Regions from separate parts of the Macaca mulatta genome. Here region 2 is linked to region 1. The links are chromatin contacts, called in public Hi-C maps. All regions are on one chromosome and are shown on one strand. Each heading gives the region's core, a stretch centred on a gene start, on an enhancer-like site or on the middle of the called end of the contact. The rest is flanking DNA. Distances are from core to core; before and after follow the strand shown.

Region 1 (3,470 bases), core at 555-3,054:
AAACTTCCACCTATAAAATTAAAGATATTATACAAGCTAGGATAATACATACAAGTAAAGTTAGGACATTTCAGGAATACTTAAAGAAGATGCAATTAAAAACAAACAAACAAACAAACTAGCTTTTGCACAGAGAAACAGGCTCTACATGTCACCCCTTGCTACCCTGCTCAATTTTTGTTGCTTTGAAAGGTCCACTTACTGATATTTTTGCCCAAGGGTTTATAACTTGGCAGCATAGGCTAATTCATTATAGTATTTTTATAGTCTTATGATCTAGATGAATCTGTAACAGTAGGCACAATTTCAAAAATTGTTTTTGGCCAGGACAATATTGTATTTTTTAAAAAAGTAAAGTCAGCCTTAAATGGAGCTTACCTATTTGTTTTGGAAAGTTCATCCTTTGCCCTTTTAACTCCAAAAATTCTTGTGATCAAGGCACTAAAGAGAAGTGTGGATGAATTTCGCACCTAATGTACAAATGAAAACACAATAAGGGTTAAACATTCTTGGCATGAAACCAACATTTACAATATTCAAACTAGATGATTCAAAATCATTACCTAACTGGCTAGTATGAGGCTAAAAAGATATGTCTGTGTTCATAAAATAATTTTTAAAAAACTTAATGTAATCTATTCAATGACTTAAATTGAGCTCTACAACCCAATCACATGCACAAACACAGCCTTTCCCCATATTTCTAATATTATCATCAACAGTTTTCATTATATCTCTGCACTTAGAGCATCAAATAACACTTCTTTTTTAAAAATTCATTTTTCCATATTCTTCCTGACAATGAATATCCCAGTAAAATCTCAGCTCTTTCCACTTATTTTCTGAAATCCTTTTACCTATGAGAAAATACTTATAAAACCTAACTTCAAAGAACCAGGCACAGTGACTTACACCTATAATCCCAGCTACTCGGGAGGCTAAAGTGGAAGGAGTGCTTGAGGCCAGGAGTCTGAGACCTTTGGGCAATATAGTGAGACCCCCATCTCAAAATATATATATATTTTTTTTTTGAGTTTTTTTTTTTTTTTTTTTTTTAGAGCCATGGCACATGCCTGTAGTCCCATGTAGTCAGGAGGCTGAGGCAGGAGGATTGCTTAAGCCTAGGAGTTTAAGGCTGCAGAAAGCTATGACTGTGCCACTGTGCTCCAGCCTGGGCAAAAGAGTGAGAACCTGTCTTTAAAAAAACAAAAACAAAATCCAAAAATCCTAACTTCAAAGAATCCAGGTAATTAATATGGCCAAGAAAATAGTTAACATCCAAAATGTTGCTTATCAGCTTCACAATACAAGTAACTTATCAAGTAATTTCAATACTGAAATTATCTGATAACTTAGTAAAGATAAGAGGCAGGAATTATCCTGAATAAACACAAATTATTTCTCCAAGATGATAATAATCTTTTCCCTATCTTTTCCCAACCAATGTGTCAAGATGCTTTGGAAGATCATAAAAGGGTCTTGACTGTTGCAGCACTACAGGCTTCCTCAATTACTCTGTCAAATCAGTGTAGAGATGTATATGTACTCACTTTGCTACAGTGTGTAAGGCCCTATACCAGCACCATGGATAAGATCCAGAAACAGAAAACACATACTTACTGATATTACAGACCTTATACTCTAAGTAAGTGACACAACCATATGGTGTGTTAAATAGCAATATAAGTAGAAAGATCACTAAAAGTAACAATGTTAAGATTTAGAAAACAGCTTCCTGAAAGCGCTGCCCTTAGAGTCACAAGCTCAAACGCCCACAGGAACAGTGAGCGACAGAGGCAGCAATGTACTTTGTCTAATGCAGTCAGTGTCAGCTGAGTTGCTGCCATGAGGAAATATAAGTTCAGTTTTGCCAGATCTTCTGCTTTTTCAAGAGAAGCCAGAAACCCTGGTTTTTATGTGAAATCTATTTTGAATGCTGGCAGGAAATTAAAGGAAAAAAAAAAACCGCAAAACTCACCATGAAAGCCAAATAAAACAGTGGTGGGCTAGTTTGTCCTACTGGCCACCAGTCTGTAACCTCTCCTCTAGAAGCCCAGAACTGACTCAAGTCATGCATGGTAACCATAGAAGTAAATTTTACAGATATACTGGCACAATTCATACCAAAGCTTCAATAAAACCCTAAATCTGAAAAGACCACTTATGTTCATTCAAGAGTCATCAAACATCCATGGAGGCCCTACTATGTGCCCTGCCTAATTTAATCCCCAAACAACAAATCAATCCATGCTGTTACTTTATCAATATAATCTCTGCCCTCGTTCAGGTCTGGATCATCTTCTACCTGATCTAGTGAGGTAGTTTCCAAAGACTTTTAGGTCTAAGATGACTTGGTAAAGACATCTGGGACCTTCTCTCCTCTTAGAAATCACACAAAAACACAAAAAGAAAAGGAAAACAGAAACACACACTCCATCTTGCCCTAAGCCATACTTTCTGACAAAGGCGCCAGATGCAGTAAAATTAAAACAGGAGTGCCTGGAGATGTTGAGAAATGCACACCTTAAACAAAACTGTAGAGGACCATTTTACAAAGTGAATGGGCACCACCCTCAGAAACAAAACTCCTCTGATTCAATAGACTGATGGCAGGAGACACATAATGTCTTTTTAGTAATATTAAGATGGACCAGATGGTTCCAATCCTATCTGCCTGACCCATCCTGATATGGTCTGAATGTTTGTGTTCCCCCGAAATTCCTATGTTGAAATTCTAACCTCCAAGGCATTAGGTGGTGGAGGCCTTTGGGAAATAATTACGTCATTGGGGTAGAGCTCTCATGAATGGGATTAGTGCCCTTATAAAAGAGACCCCAGTGAGCTGCCTCACTTCTTCCACCATGTGAGGACACGGCTAAAAGGTGCCATCTATGATCAGAAAGTAGGCCTTCACCAGACACCAAACCTGCCAGCATCCTGATCTTGGACTTCCCAGCTTCCAAACTGTGAGACATAAATTTGTGGTATTTTGTTATAACAGCCCGAAGGGACTAAGATATCCCTTATAAAGTGTCCTCATTAGCAATCAGTGATGATCATTATCTTTTCCACTAGGTGTAGCAAAATCACGATAGGCCTTCTGCATTAATCATTTACATCCTCAGAAAAACTTTTTTTTTTAAAAGCTTTTCCTCATCTGCTATTTGGTTACCCTGTTCATCAGTTAGTAAATAATTATTTCCATACATTGACCATTTTAAGAATAATTAGTTCATGCCATACAACCTCCAAACGTGACTGAATGATTTTGTTTTAAAATCATTTTTAAATTACTTTTTAAAATTGAGGTATAATTCACGCATCATAAAATTTACTATTTTAAAGGATGCTATTCAGTAGTTTTTTACTATATTCACAAAACGTGAAGCTATCACAACTAAATTCCACGATATTTTTCAATACCTCAAAATGAAACTTGGGAGCCGTTAAGTCGTCACTCCCTATTCTCC
Region 2 (3,402 bases), core at 18-2,517, 260 kb before region 1:
CTTGTAGCGCGTGGAGTTGATCTGTGAGCCGCCGCCCCCCTTCTGCTGCTGCTGCAGGTGCAGGAGGTGCTGGCTGCGGTCGCCGTTCTCGCTGAACGAGCGGTCCCGGAATTTGTTCTCCTTGTTGAGCAGGGCTGTGCCGCCGCCCCCCGACGGCTCCTTAAGGGTGCCGTAGGAGGTCGGGCCGCCGGCCGCCGCGCTGCCACAGCTGCTGCCGTTAGCGGCGCCCGGGAACTTGGGCGAGCAGCTGCCGGGGCTGGGCGCGGGGTGGGCGAGTGCGTGCAGGTTGCTGGCCGAGTGCCGTCGGAGGAAGCCTGGCGCGAAGCCGGAGCTGGGGGCGGCGGCCACGGGCGTCCCCACCGCCTTCTTGTCCAGCATGTTGTTCAAGTTGAGGTTGGCCAGGGATTTCTCCGTCTGCCAAAGGAAGGGGAGCGTGGAAGGGATGAAAAACGGAAGGGGAAGGCAGACTCGGGTCGAGCCACAGAGAAACTCCCAGCCTGATTCTTTTCCTCTTTTTCCCCCACTCTTGGCGGATCCCGACTCGGCCTCCACCCTCCACCCATACACACGCAAAAGCAGCAAGATCTTGCTGGAGGGAGCGGGAGAGGGGAGGACGCCCACCGCGGGCCGCGCTGGGTTTCGACACGTGATCCTCCGCCCCGGCCGCCGAGGTGGGCGGCGCGAATCCCGTCCGGGAAGCCCCGGGCAGCGTGGCCGCGGTCGGCAGCGGAGAAACTCAACCGCGACACCAGCGCCCTCCCTGCCGCCCCCTCCTCCTCCAGGGCGCTCGCACACACTTTTGCAAACCCCGGGATTTTCCCGACCCGAAAGGCAGGGCGGGAGGGGCGTCCCCCAGGGCCAGGGGACAGAGGCAAAGTCCAAGAACTGGAACGGCTGCTGCCGGCCCGGCCCGCTCCCCGGCGTACCTTGCACAAGAAGTCGACATCGTAGAACGCGGACAAAAGTGTGGTCGACATGTTTCTGGATCCCGCAGTGGCCGGAGCGACAGGCCGGGAGGTCGGGAGGAGCCCTCGGGGTGGCGTGGCCGGGCTTGAGCCACGACGAATAACGGGCGAGGGGCGGGGAGGGGCCGAAAGTTTGCCGGGGGGCGAGAGGAGAGGGCGAGGGCAGCGGCGCGGGCCGGCGGGAGGGTCCGGCGGAGTGCGGCAGGGGGGAAGGAGAGAAGCGAGGAGCGCTCCTCCGCGCCCCGGGGTGCCCGGCCCGCCCCCCCCGCGGAGCCGACGGCAGCTCGCGGACTGCTGGAACTCTGCAGCCCGCGAGCGCGCGCCCTATATAGAGCCCGGGAGTGCGGCTGCGGCGGGGCGGGCGCGCCGGGGGAGGGGACAGAACTGGGCCCCCGCCGGAGTCTCCAGGCAACGCCGCCCGCCAGCTCGCGAACGTCAGGCGCCTTCTCGGCCTCCCATTGGCCGCCGCCAATTTTTTTTCTCTGGGGAAGGGGGCGGGAGGCCTCGGGGCGGGGCCAGCGACCCGGGCGCCCGGTGCGGCGTGTAGCTTTCGGCCCCGGTGGGTGCCGCCGGGTGGCGGCGGGAAGGCACGGCTTTCCTTTTCTGGCACTGCGCGGTCGGAGAGCCCCGGTACATTTAGCGTGGCCGGGATTCTGCAGTCCTGGACGTGTCTTTCCCTGCCCTGTTCGCCGAGGCGGACCTGTGGAGCTTTTAGTTCCCACCTTTGGTTTTGTGCTGGGCGCGGGAATTGCAAAATGCCAGAATATCGCAACCATCCGCGCGGCCCGGCGGGTTTGCAAAGGGTGCTTCGGCCAGGAGGCGGGGGCTCGGGGACTGCGTCCTGTCGGTGGCAGCTCCAGCCCGACTGCACGTGGAGTCGCGGTGGGGGTGGGGGTGGGGGTGGTGGTGGCCACGCGGGCGGCCGCCGCGGCAGTCTTGCCGGTGGAGCCCGGGCTCGTTTCTCCGCCCCCTCCCCGCCCAGGCTCAGTAAACAGGGCTTGAGCGCCGGGGCCTGCCGGGCAGGGCTGAGTGTCTGAGGACAAGGCGCTGGCTTTGCTAATCACATCACAAGACCTTGAGCCAGGGCCAAAGGCGCGGAGTGGCGCGGGACGTCCCGGGCGGGGGAGCTGACTCTGAGGACAGGAGGAAAGGCCGGGAGAGCCGTGCGGGCTTGAAGGCGACTTAGCGCCACCCTTTCCGTCTGCTGGTCGGCCCGGCCTCCCCCAGCCCTCGGGCTGGGGGCGCAGCTGCCCGCCGAGGCTCCCCGCCCGGCACAGCCTGGGCCTGTTGCGTCCTCTCGGCTCTTCTCTCCCCGGCCGTAGGGGCGCCGCGCCCAGCCTTAGCTCGATGAGGGCGGCAGGATCCGGCTGAGACCAACCCGCGGCCCAGGTGGGGCTGCACAGACGCTGTTGGTGGGCGCGCCCCCCCTGTTTTCCCTCTCCCGCCAGCCCCACACCCCAACAGCTTGCGCTGGAAAATGCGCTTTGCCAGCGGGCGCCCCGCCTTCGTCCGGGTACGGAGCAGACACCCCCACCTAGCGCCCAGTGAGGCTAAAGCCGCTGACAGCCCCACTAGGAACGATCTGGAGTCTGGTCTAGGGCACTTCTCGCTCCGCGCTCATACAGGTTGCCAAAAAGCTTGGACCTGAAGCTGGAAGGTCCAGGACCCGCTGGGGAAAGAACTAGGCCTGCCACTCAGGGATTCGAGTTCCTGGAGTGTAGCCTGCATTTCCCACTACTGTACTCCCCTCACAGCCCAGGGAGCCAGAGTCCAGGGTAAGGATCAGGAATGCTGGGCTGGAGTTCAGGCCCTGCCCCATAGAAATCATGTGGTCTTAGGCAAATCACATCATCTCTTTGGTACTTGGGTTTCCTTGTAAAACGAAGGTAATATTCCTGCTTTATTCATCTCTCACCTTTGTCAAGGTGCAAATGGTATCTGTGAAGGTGTTTAAAAGACAAACAAGAACTAAACCATCTTTATGTATTAAACCAAATTGACAAAGCATAAGGGTGGAGAAAGCCAGGCTTCTGAACTATGGCCAGATGGACAGAGAGCCACAGACTCATGAGTGCAGAGCTGTGGGGGTACCCAAGTCCTGGACCCTAGGACTCAGAGCCAAGAGTAGGTGACCTCAGAGGGACCAGTTTCACTTTTAGCACCTACCCTACACTGATCCCTTGATATACCTGGGCAACTGTGGTCTGGTTTGTTCTTTGGTGAGATGACCCCAAACATCTCACCAAACGGTGTGAAACAGCCACTTCCCTAGGCACTTTTATTAGGTTAGTAACAAGATTTCAGATACAGAACCAATGGAAACATCTGTTTGAATCAACGTCCAAATCTGGGGTGAGTCCCAGTCAAGAGCTGTGAGAACACCCACTTTGCAGATTAGGATTCTGGAGATAACATGTGGACATATTATGGGACATGC

Evidence for each region. A called contact is a pair of places that touch in the nucleus more often than the background predicts.
Region 2: a Hi-C map of blood shows a contact between it and region 1, with 5 times the contacts expected there. The contact joins the promoter of ZFP36L2 here to the enhancer-like site in region 1. A contact is called at or near these places in 7 of 14 Hi-C or Micro-C datasets (CD4 T cells, blood, cortical neurons and 4 more).

Annotation. Positions count from the first base shown.
Region 1 is chr13:81,346,800-81,350,269 of T2T-MMU8v2.0, reverse strand. It overlaps THADA (THADA armadillo repeat containing), which reads right to left. Exons shown (of 38, transcript XM_077959655.1): 27 at 379-470. Among named protein-coding and RNA genes, the nearest start is that of THADA, 100 kb to the right of the region's middle. Within about 2 kb of position 1,804, at least 8 of the 40 cell types and tissues checked have an H3K27ac peak or open chromatin away from gene starts, as enhancers often do. A contact at or near this core is called in blood, where this site is marked.
Region 2 is chr13:81,606,341-81,609,742 of T2T-MMU8v2.0, reverse strand. It overlaps ZFP36L2 (ZFP36 ring finger protein like 2), which reads right to left and starts at 1,267. Exons shown (of 2, transcript XM_015112244.3): 1 at 927-1,267; 2 at 1-414. The coding sequence starts at 977.